2 separate regions of the Mus musculus genome follow, and region 2 is linked to region 1. Evidence: chromatin contacts called from public HiChIP or PLAC-seq data. All regions are on one chromosome and are shown on one strand. Each heading gives the region's core, a stretch centred on a gene start, on an enhancer-like site or on the middle of the called end of the contact. The rest is flanking DNA. Distances are from core to core; before and after follow the strand shown.

Region 1 (5,315 bases), core at 1,104-3,603:
TTGGTAAAGCTGACAGGACAGGGTGACAAGAAGGGTGACAGAAAGCCAGGTGGCTTCTAAGCTGAGCAAGGACATGATCAGGTTGGTGTTCTAGACAAGATCAGTGATGGCCGCAGATGGGCTTGTGTTTCAGGAAGGAAAGTATGTGCAGATTAGAAGGAAGGCTGCTGGAGGCAGCTGATCCACATGGGGCCGGGACGATGCAGTGACCAGAGCTGAAGTGACTGTGGAGAGTGGGAGTGCTGTGTGGGCAGACACACTGGCCTGGGGGCACCCAGCTCACCTGGACACTGAGTTGCCCAATCTCCAGCTCCAGCTGCCGCACCTTGGCTTCACGATCAGCCACCATGGCCCGCAGCTGGGCCACAAGGCTGCTGCTTCGTTGGGCCTCACTGTTGACCTTCTGGTCCAGGTGCTGCTGTGATGTGCGTCTCGATTCCTCCTGCACACTCAGGCTGCTCAGAATGTCCTGCAGCTGCTTTAGCTGGTCCTGAGGGCCAAGCCAGAGGGCAGTTAGAAGTAGGTTTGGGCTACTTAGGGCAGGGAAGGACAGGGACAGTTGACTTTTCCCTGGAGCCATGCAACTTTGCCTAGCCCAAGAAGACTTTAGCAGGAGACACTAGCTATCCCTCTGAGAGCCAGGAACACCTTCCCCAAAGGATGCAAGGCTCATCTCTGATCCCTTCTGGTCTCAGATTCCTCCCTGGGCCATCATGCGAAAAGGTGCTCTTCAGGTACCAGAAGGAACTCAGTGGGTGGTGGGTGCCTAGGCCTGAACTAGGATCCAGGCCGTCTCACAAGGAGTCTGCCAGCACCTAACTTGAGGCCCAGTCCCTTGAACATGTCCCCAGAGAGACTCTAAGAACAGAGGCTTCCTGCTTTGGGGCAAAAGGGACGGACAGCGTGACTTGGGGGCAGGAGAAGGCAGCTGTTTTCACCTCAGGAGAACATGGAAGCTCATCACACCTGAACCATCAGTGAGTGTCCACAGAGGCAGGCCTGCCCTGCAGTCTGCTTGCTCCCCAGAGGTACACCCTCTCTCACCCACATCTCCTTGGGGGATCCCAGTGTCACCGGGACCAGGGTCATAGCCATCTCCCTCAGGCACTCAGGGCGTCTGTATAGGAAGCATGTCTGGGGTGGCTCGGCTCTCCCGCCCCTGCATACCATAAGGGCATCAATCAGCTCATCGTCATGCCTGCCCTTCTCCACCAGGGTTGTCATCTGGCTCCTGAGGGTCTTCACCTCGCTGGACAGCACCTTGTTGCGAGACCTCATGCCCTCGAACTTCTTTCTCAGCTCCTCCAGCTCTGTCTGGAGGGTGTCCCGCTCGCTGGCCAGTTTCTGTATTAGAAAATGAAAGCTGAGGGCCAGCCTATGTTCATAGCCCAGGCCACCCTGGGTCCCTCTCTCTGGGGAGACTCAGGGCTGGGGGAGCAGTTGTTGAGGGGCACAGGAGGTAGCGATGGAGCCAGGGCCCTGACTCATGCAGACTCAGCTCTCCGCTTTTCTGACAGGCACTTGGTAGACAGCTTTATGGCACAGGGAGGGACGGGACAGGATGGGATGGGATGGGTTGGCAACATAGCATCCCTCATGCTTTATGACATGAACATCAGGACTGGCAAGATGGCTCAGCAGATAAAGACCTGAGCTTGACCTACACAGGAGCAGAAAATGACTCCTGCAAGTGTCTTCTGGCCCCTACGCATGCACACACACACACATACACACATATGCACATACACACACACACACACATGCACACATACACACACACATACATACACACACACACACACACAGAGCACACACACACACAGCACATAACCAGAACTAGCTGCACTGTCCATCAAACCCCATTTTTTAACCTAAATGGCTCGTGTCCACCTAACTTGTGTTTTATTTATTGTTTCTAATAGAAACATAGTGCTGTTGGGGGCTGACAACTGGCCTCTTCCCAATTAAACCCACTCGGTGAGGGACCACTCGGTAAGCACAGCCAGCAGGCTTCTGTGACACCCCCACTGTGTGGGGATGCAGATCCCTTCTGCACTGTGCACCTGGCTCTAACCACGGTAAGCTACAAGCTCATATGCTGCATACATTTTCAGAGCCTCTCATTCCTTTCTTCAGTCTTATATTTCCTGTGGGCCTACTATGTGTCTGGGATTGTGACATGCTTGGGTAAAGCAGAGAGACAGACTGCTGCTTACTGTGATGTAGGGGAGGGGACACAACAGAATATAGTCTGAGGAGGACTTCCTAAAAAGGTGACAACTGAGGGCACTCGGGAGCTGCTGAGAAGAGCAAAGTTCCTTGTGGGCTAGAGGTCAAGAGAGGCTGACAGAGGCAAGGGCGGAGCAACAGACCAGACACTGACTCAGACATTCCATCCTATCACCTTCTCATGCTCAGCGTGGAGCCTTCAGTTTTCCCACACCTCCCTTTCCTGTCCGTCCGTCCGTCCTTCCATCTCAGTTATCCCAGCCTGCTCTTGTTAGTTCCCTACCTTAGTGTTCATCCTTGGTCATATCTCTGCTTCTCACATCTCCCCACTTCCTTCTCCCCCAAACCACATTACTTGTCCTAAGATCGGATGACCATGTCTCTTCACAGTTAAAGCACCTTGGTGACTGGGCTGGTATACAAGGTGCAGGAGGCTGGAGGCGGCCACAGGGAGGCTCCTGACACCCCTGGCCTGGAGCTTGGCAGACACACTTACAGATGAAGTCTCCCAGTGGGCAGGTATGGAAGGCCTCACTGTTGGAAGCCTGTGTCAGGTGCTGAGGGCCAGAGACAGCTCCCACTGACTCCCAGTCGGCAGTGAGGCACACCTGAGAGGCACACCTGAAGCACTACCCCTCCTCCCCTTCACAGCCTTGGGGCACTTTCTTTAGGCTTCACCCTATTCCACGATTGGGAGTGTGATCCAGTGTGAGGGTTCACCATCACTGTCAAGGTGTCTGAATTTGGAGTCACCTAGAAGACACACTCCTGGGCACCCCACTGGGGCATCTCCAGATGAGAAGACACCCATGCTCATGGGCTAGCACAGCTCACTGGCTAGGTACCAAACTGAATAAAGAGGGGGAAAATGGAGCCACCACACACTGGCATTCATCTTTCTCAGGATCCCATTCCCACCACACTTTCCCACCCTGACAGGATGGGTTCCCCTCAAACAGTGAGCTAGACCAACCTTTCCTTCCTCAAGTTAGTTTTATCTTGTGTTTTATCACAACAGGGACAACTTTTTTTTTTTTTTGGTTTTCAAGACAGGGTTTCTCTGTATAGCCCTGGCTGTCCTGGAACTCACTCTGTAGACCAGGCTGGCCTCGAACTCAGAAATTTGCCTGCCTCTGCCTCCCAAGGGCTGGGATTAAAGGCGTGCACCACCACACCTGGCCAACATATTTTCTTTACAGGAAGGTTTACATATAGCTCCTCTCAAACTGCCATAGTTGGACCACCTAGCATTCACTGAATGGTGGTGGGGTCCCACCCAGGCAGCTCAAACTGGTTGACAAGAAGTGAGGCCCAAGGCCCCCGTGTGAGTCTCCCATCCCTGTGGGCCGGGCCTGCCTCACCTCCCAGCTCTCCTGCTTGTCCCTCTCCAGGCTGCGGATCCTCAGTAGGTTTTTCTCCTGTGCTGTCATCTTCCTTGAGTCTGAACTGAGAGGCACCTCAGAGCTCGATGAACCTGCAGGCTTGTTCTGACGCTGTCCCAGTTGCTTCTCAAGATCTCGGACCTAAGGGCAGGAAAGCTGGCTGTCTCACCAGTCTACATCCATTGGTCCTGCCACCTAGGTGCCATGGAAGACTGTACTGGGCTAAAGATGGAGCCACCCCTCCAGGGTGGGCACAGGATGGGCACAGGCTAGGAAGATCTTAGGCAAATGGAGAAACCATCTAAGGGGCTTGTTTAGAAGAGATGATTCTGGGTCAGCGAGAATCCTTCCTCCTGACTGTGCCCAGCCAGGCTCCTTGTACCCACTGTTAATCCCCTCCCAGGAAAATGGGCCCGCCTGAAGGTACAGTGATGCCCTAAAGACTCGGCACCCAACCACCTCCCCCATCCCGAGCCTGCATGCCCCCAAAACAAGGGACGGGGAGCAGGAAGGGTCTGGAAGCTGTATTTTAACAAAAGCCATTGGTGAATTTTTAATTGTTGTTGGGGTTTTTTTGTTTGTTTGTTTGTTTTTTGTTTTTTGTTTTTTCGAGACAGGGTTTCTCTGTGTAGCCCTGGCTGTCCTGGAACTCACTCTGTAGACCAGGTGGGCCTGGAACTCAGAAATCTACCTGCTTCTGCCTCCTGAGTGCTGGGATTAAAGACGTGTGCCACCACTGCCCGGCGGTGATTTTTAAAAAAGAAATGTTTCTTTTTTATTATAAATATTCTCATAGTGATTGCACACATAGGGGTCTGGTTTCTCTGTGGTGCTTCCTCACATCTGGAACCTCGTGTGAACCACACCCACTCTCTTTCCCTCCCCTGGTTTTCTTCTTCTTCTTGTCTGTCTCTTTCATGTCAATTAAAAAAAATCCTCTATAAGAAAAAAAAACATGAAATATTTGTCTTTTTTGAGTGTGGCTTGTTTTACTTAAAACAATGATGCCCATGCCCTATTCATTTTCCCGAAAATACCATACTTTTGTTTTTTTATTTATTTATGGCTAAAATACCACTGTTCATATACACATCTCTCTTCCACCGTGTGCCAACAGCGTCTGTACTTTACGTACTGATGGGCACCCAGGCTGAGACCACATAGTGGACAGGTATCTCTGGGATCCTCTGCGCTGACCCAGTCTCCTCTCAGTGTATATCCAGGGGTGGTAGAGCTGGGTCATATGGAAGCTCTGCCTTCAGTTTTCTCAAGATCCCCATACTCATCTCCACAGTGGCCACACCATGCTAGGTCCCAGCCATTCCTCTGTCCCTACATCCTATATCCTCACCGAGACACGATGTTCATAAAGCAGTGGCTCGAAGAGAGGAAATCTTAGTGTATCCTTACCCTAATGGCTAAGGATGTTGACTATTAACAGGCGGCCTGCCTGTAACCCCAGAGCTTGAGACACAGAGACAGGGGAGGCCTGAAGCTCTGGGTGTAGGAGACACTGCCTCATGTCTACTCTGGCCTCTTCACACATGCACACACATATATACATTCCGTAACCATTTGTATTTCTTCTTTTCAGAAGTGTATGTGGAAATAATTGTGTATTTAAAATTTGAGTTGTTTGTTCTTTTGCTAAGGTTTTGGAGTTCTTTATATATTCTGATTATCAATCTTCAGAGCTACAGGTGG
Region 2 (5,315 bases), core at 1,002-3,501, 42 kb after region 1:
CTAGGCTGCAAAGCAACACTCTGTCTCAAGACAACAACAAAAATAATGAAATCAAATTTACAAAAGACGCCCATCAGGCATGACAGGGCAGATGTCAGGCAAGAAGCTGAAGATGAGTCTGGAGCACAAAGAAAGCCACATGGATAGAACTGTAATTATATGACCCAGTGGATAAGGCATTTACTCCAATGCAAAGGTACGAATTTGTACCAATTATATATGCATTTGGCTACCAGAAAGGGCTACAAAAAGATGAGGAAACTGAAGAGTGTGCTGTGGTGGAAATTGCATGTAATGTCAGTATCAGACTACGGGAAGCAGGAGATCTCAAGTTTGAAGCTAGCCTGGGCTACACAGCAAAACCATGCTGGAAGAGGAGGAGGAAGAAGAAGAGAAGGAAGAGGTGGTAGTGGTGGTAGTATTTATGAAATATAGCCACTTAGGTGAAAAGGAAAGGACATGCTTTAAAACTCACGGTCAATAAGCTCAAATCATAACTTAAGTGTAAGAAATTAAGTAAGAGATGATGATCAATATCCTTATTTTACAGGTGGATAAATGAGTTTGAATTATATGACCATAATATAAGGGTCATGTGGATTGTTCCACACCAGGAATATATTTCTGGAAGGTAGGATTACAATCTGACTCCCCACATACAGTCCACAGTTTTGTTTGACAATTTATTTATTGTTAAATGAACATTTTTATGTTACAGGTGTAAATCTGAACTGAAAATATAAAAATTCATACTGTCTTTGAACTGTAAAAACTGTGTACATTACACCTATAGTTAAATGGGCTATTCTCTCTTCAGTTAAATTATCTAACAATTTCAATTCCAAGTTAAAAAGATTTTTTCCCACTAGATTTTTTTTTATTATCTCACTCACCCAATGACTGACCTATATCTGTCAGAAAGTAGAACATATTTTTATTTTTAAGTCAGCAATAACCAGATATTCAAACTTAGTTTGCTGAGCACATTATTCTGTAAGGCCAGGCATAACTACTGACACACTTTTCCAAAGGCATGGCAACCTAGAAGAGGTAAATAAGAAAATGGTTGGGCATCAGGTGATATAACAGCTGAAGACTCTTCCCAGCATGTCCCTTTGGTCCTAAGAACTATTACCTAAAATAGTAAATTTTAAATTCTGATTTTGCCTAAGTTACCTGTCAGCTTGTGCAAAATGGCTTCTCTGAGATTGTGATTCAAACGGCCAGGGGCACAACACTAGGATTTGTATCTTAAGAAGCCCTTTCAAGTTATACTGTGCAGAGAAGACCTTCTAGCACATTCCAGGAGCACCGAGAACCTTTTGAACCTGTCAAGAATTTGCATCCAAACTGTCAATTTGCAGGGGGCCTCAGTAGTCCGGGAAGCAGATTCCCGGGTAGGGATCACCCCCTCAAAGAGAGGACTGCTTTCCACCCCAGGAATAAACGAGGGAAGCAGAGAACAGAATCGAGTCACCCGGACGGCTGGCACACCTGAACCTTAGTCGTGCTTTTGTGATCTCTGCACCCCGTTCCCTTGTCAGGGGCATTCGCATTCCGCCACAGCCTTCCCTCCTCCATCCGGTGACACAGGGTCACGTAAGGTCTGCGCAAACCCCGGGTGGCGCCCGGGAAGGCCAGGCCGAGGTGCCCGAGCGCTGCGCCCTGCCTCACCTCCCACCTTCTTGTGACCTTGTCCAGACTCCTAGACCCGTGCGATCGCGCTCCCTCTCCCTCTCCTCCCACTGCTCCCGGGATCCCCGAAGCTGGCACCAGCCCGGTCCCCGTTTGCCATCGTTGCCTCCTCCGCGACTCTCGTTCCCTCGGCCACGATCCGCTCCAGAAGCTCCGGCCTCCTTCCTCCGGCTCCACATGCACTGGCCGACGGGGACCCCAAGTCCTCCGCCCACCCGAGGGACCCCCCGCCCCGCAGCCCTCGCCTCCCGCCCGGCTCCCGCTTCACTCACCGAGACGCGGGGTCCCTTCCAGTCCTGCCGGTTTCTGGCCGCCACCCGAGTGCGAGAACACCGGCTTCGCCTGCTGCGGCCACTGCTCGCCCCAGCCAATCAGAAGCCAGCAGCCGGCGAGGCCGGGCCAGAGACTCCCTTTACGTGCGAGGGGCGGTGGGCGTGGTCACTTGTAGCGCGGCGCCCATTGGCTGGGGGGCCGGCCCGGTTCGTGGCGGCGCGCGCTGTTCGTGTCAGACGTGAGGCCTGGGCGGCAGTGCTGGCGCGGTGCCGCCTGGCGGCCGCTGCCTCCCAACCCCAATTGCCTCGAGGTTCTCGCGACCGGTTCGCTGGGCTCCGCGAACGCCACGCACGCAGGCTAGACCGGCTTAGGTGAGCCGAGCGGCCCGCCCGAGCGGGAGCATGCGCCGTCGGGGCGCCTTTGGGTCCCTCCCCGGAGCTGGTGGTGGCCGGAGAGCAGTGACCTCACACATGCCTGGGGAGGAGTCTGATGGGGCAGGCAGCTTCCGGGGCGGGGCTTCGTGTGGGCTCCGGGGATGGCAGACACCGACAGCCCCACTATGGGACGTGTCTGTCCAAGACTCTCAGCGTAGCAGAACATGGCGGCCTCTGAGAGAGGTAGGCTACTGGTAGGTACTCAACTTTGAGTGACTTCAGGGAGAGGAACAATTGTCTCCTCACCCCGAATAGAGCACCAACCACGGACAAGAGAAAGGATTCCGTCTTGTCTACCCTGCCCACCCCTTGCCCCGCCAGAGGCAGCTCTGCAGAGGGCTTCTTCCCCCTTTGTGCACCGATTATATAAACTGGCAAGAGGAACCACAGTGAATCGGCTAACTTTCTAACTTCCCCATACCTCAATGTTTCTTTTCTTTGTAAACTAATTTTATTACATTTACTTGTGTGAACATTTGCTGAGGTCAGAGGACAACCTTCACCAGTCACCTCCTAATGTCTGGACCCTGGGGCTAGAACTCTGATTGTGGGATTTGGTGGCCTTTACCCAGTGAACCATCTTGTTGGGCCCTCAATACGTTTCTTGAATTTCCTGAAGGCTGGTGTAGTCTTATGAGCCACCTTCCAATAACTACATAACAGGTGTCATGACTGAATATTAAAATTTTGTATTACCATTTTATTTATTGTGGGGAGGGGCACATGTGCTATGGCAAATGTGTGGAGAGCAGAGGACAACATGAAGGGACCTGTTGTTTCCTTTGCCCACAGGTTCCAAGGATCAAACACAGGTTAAAAATTATTTGAGTTAAGTCATATGTAGGAAACATTCCATGTTATACATGATAAAACTCTATGCCTGTGGCTGGAGAGTTGTCCCAGTGATTTAAAGGCACTTGTTACTCTTCTTACAAGAGGATCCAGGTTCAGTTCCTGACACTCAACGTGAGGCTCCCAACCATCCCAACTCAGTGGAACTCAAACCCTCTTTTGACTGCTTCAGGCACCAGGCATGTATATATGATGCACATACATGTATACATGCAGGCAAGATACACATATTTTTAAAATAAAACTTTTATGGTGGTGCACACCTTTAATCCTAGTATTTAGGAGGGAGGCAGGTGGATCTCAGAGTTCAAGTCCTTCCTTGTCTACAGTACAAGTTCCAGGACAGCCAGGACTACACAGAGAAGCCCTGGTTCAAAGAACAAAAATGAAATAAAGCTTTCCATACCTTGGATATGTGGCAGCTTTGTGTCTTTGAAAGTATGTTCTTTGTATGGGTGTGCTAAACACAGCTTTGCTGAGCAGGAGTCAGTGGTGGTAAACGAAGAAAGACCTGACTAGAGAAAGCATGTTCCATAGGAGATCGGCAGTGCCCTGCTCTGAGTTTCTGCTGAGGCTGACTGAGCCTTGCCTGGAGTAACTGTTTTCTACACCAACACTTTGTTCAATTTCTAAAATCTCTTGCTAAGGCAGGATGCTTACCTGGGTAAGTAGATAACCACCAGATGTTGGACATACAGCTTATCACAAAGAACATTCAACTGTGCTGCACAGACCACAAGACATGGATGTATATACACCAATGAAAAAGCACCGTCTTATGAAGTCATCAGATTAAATCAGAACACTTGGACATACCAAAACCATATCAGAGAAACCAGGCCCACAAGCTTAGCAAACACACTAGACCAAAGAATGATGGAACTTCCTCACCTGAGTCATAGGACAAGAGGTAGTGCTGGGCGTAGTGACACTTACAGCCCCAGAACTTGGTAGTCTGAAGAGAATTGCAAGTTTGAAGCCAGCAAGACTGTGTGGTAAAACTAAAACAGGAGGACCTTGCTCTGGCATCTGACCTGTCATTGAGTCACTCTACGTTTTCCACTGTATGGATTCCTGATTCTGTTCCAGGAACTTCATCTGAGTACACCACCCTGCCTGATTTGCCCACTAGAACTATATAGGTGTCTAGAATGCTGTACCTTAAACCAGCTGTGCACCTAGGCAGCCTAGTGCTCTGAATAGCTTATTGATGATTCCTTGATGCCTAGCCGTCAGTAGTGATACTACACGAGTGCTAACTCTCTGCCTTACCCTGTAATAGGGCCTCTGAAACCCAGGATGGTCACAGCCTTTTCTTAGTAGTTCTAGGATCGGTATAATTTTGTGTGGCATGAAACGTGGAATCTGAGAGTAAGTAACTAAGATTGGAATGGAGGGCTGTGAGAGATGACTCAGTGGTTAGGGGCACTGGCTGTTCTTCCAGAGGACCAGGGTTCAAATCCTAGAATGCACGTGGCAGCTCACAACTGTTTGTAACTCTACTTCTAGAGGATCCCACACACTCACACAGACATACATGCAGGCAAACACCAGTGCACATTAAATAAAAATGAAAAGAATTAGAATGGAATAAAAGGAATTGACTGGTGGTCATGTTCCCAAATGAAATCAAGACTACTTGGTGCTTGAAGCTTATGAAATGGACATAGCTATGGCTTTATTATTATTCAATAAACTCTTGACATTATGGAAAGATATAAATGTGATTGATTATGGTATAACTTGCTTATAATATTAAAATTATCTTCATTAACCAATAATGAAGATAAACCTAAAATCATTCATCCTTTGATCCTATAAATATAAAGGTCAACACTAACAATGACCAAAGCATATTCATTTTGACAAGGAATTTGTACACTTCAGAGTACTTTAGCTAACTTGTCAGTTTCCAGAAAATGAAATATAGGCTCCTTTGGATCTGAGTGGAAGTCCCAAGTTAACACATACAAACAGTGACCCTGGACTTCTAAAAGATACCACTATTTAAAAAAACAAAACAAAACAAAACAAAACAAAAAAAACCCAGGATCTCATTGA

Evidence for each region. HiChIP or PLAC-seq counts read pairs in DNA pulled down with a chosen protein or histone mark.
Region 2: a contact with region 1 is called in an H3K27ac HiChIP or PLAC-seq map of trophoblast stem cells, with 18 read pairs. The contact joins the promoter of Higd1a here to the enhancer-like site in region 1. A contact is called at or near these places in 5 of 39 promoter capture datasets (embryonic stem cells, frontonasal cranial neural crest, liver and 2 more), 3 of 115 datasets of contacts at active chromatin or transcription factors (embryonic stem cells and trophoblast stem cells) and 3 of 9 other capture datasets (adipose tissue, liver and pancreatic islet).

The regions. Positions count from the first base shown.
Region 1 is chr9:121,813,003-121,818,317 of GRCm38.p6, forward strand. Ccdc13 (coiled-coil domain containing 13) reads right to left here. Exons shown (of 16, transcript NM_028384.1): 8 at 3,591-3,752; 9 at 1,168-1,344; 10 at 284-490. Among named protein-coding and RNA genes, the nearest start is that of Gm51698, 12 kb to the left of the region's middle. Within about 2 kb of position 2,354, at least 11 of the 459 cell types and tissues checked have an H3K27ac peak or open chromatin away from gene starts, as enhancers often do. A contact at or near this core is called in trophoblast stem cells, where this site is marked.
Region 2 is chr9:121,855,545-121,860,859 of GRCm38.p6, forward strand. It overlaps Higd1a (HIG1 domain family, member 1A), which reads right to left and starts at 2,252. Exons shown (of 4, transcript NM_019814.5): 1 at 1,968-2,252. It overlaps Gm47112 (predicted gene, 47112), which reads left to right and starts at 2,203. Exons shown (of 1, transcript NR_168944.1): 1 at 2,203-3,664.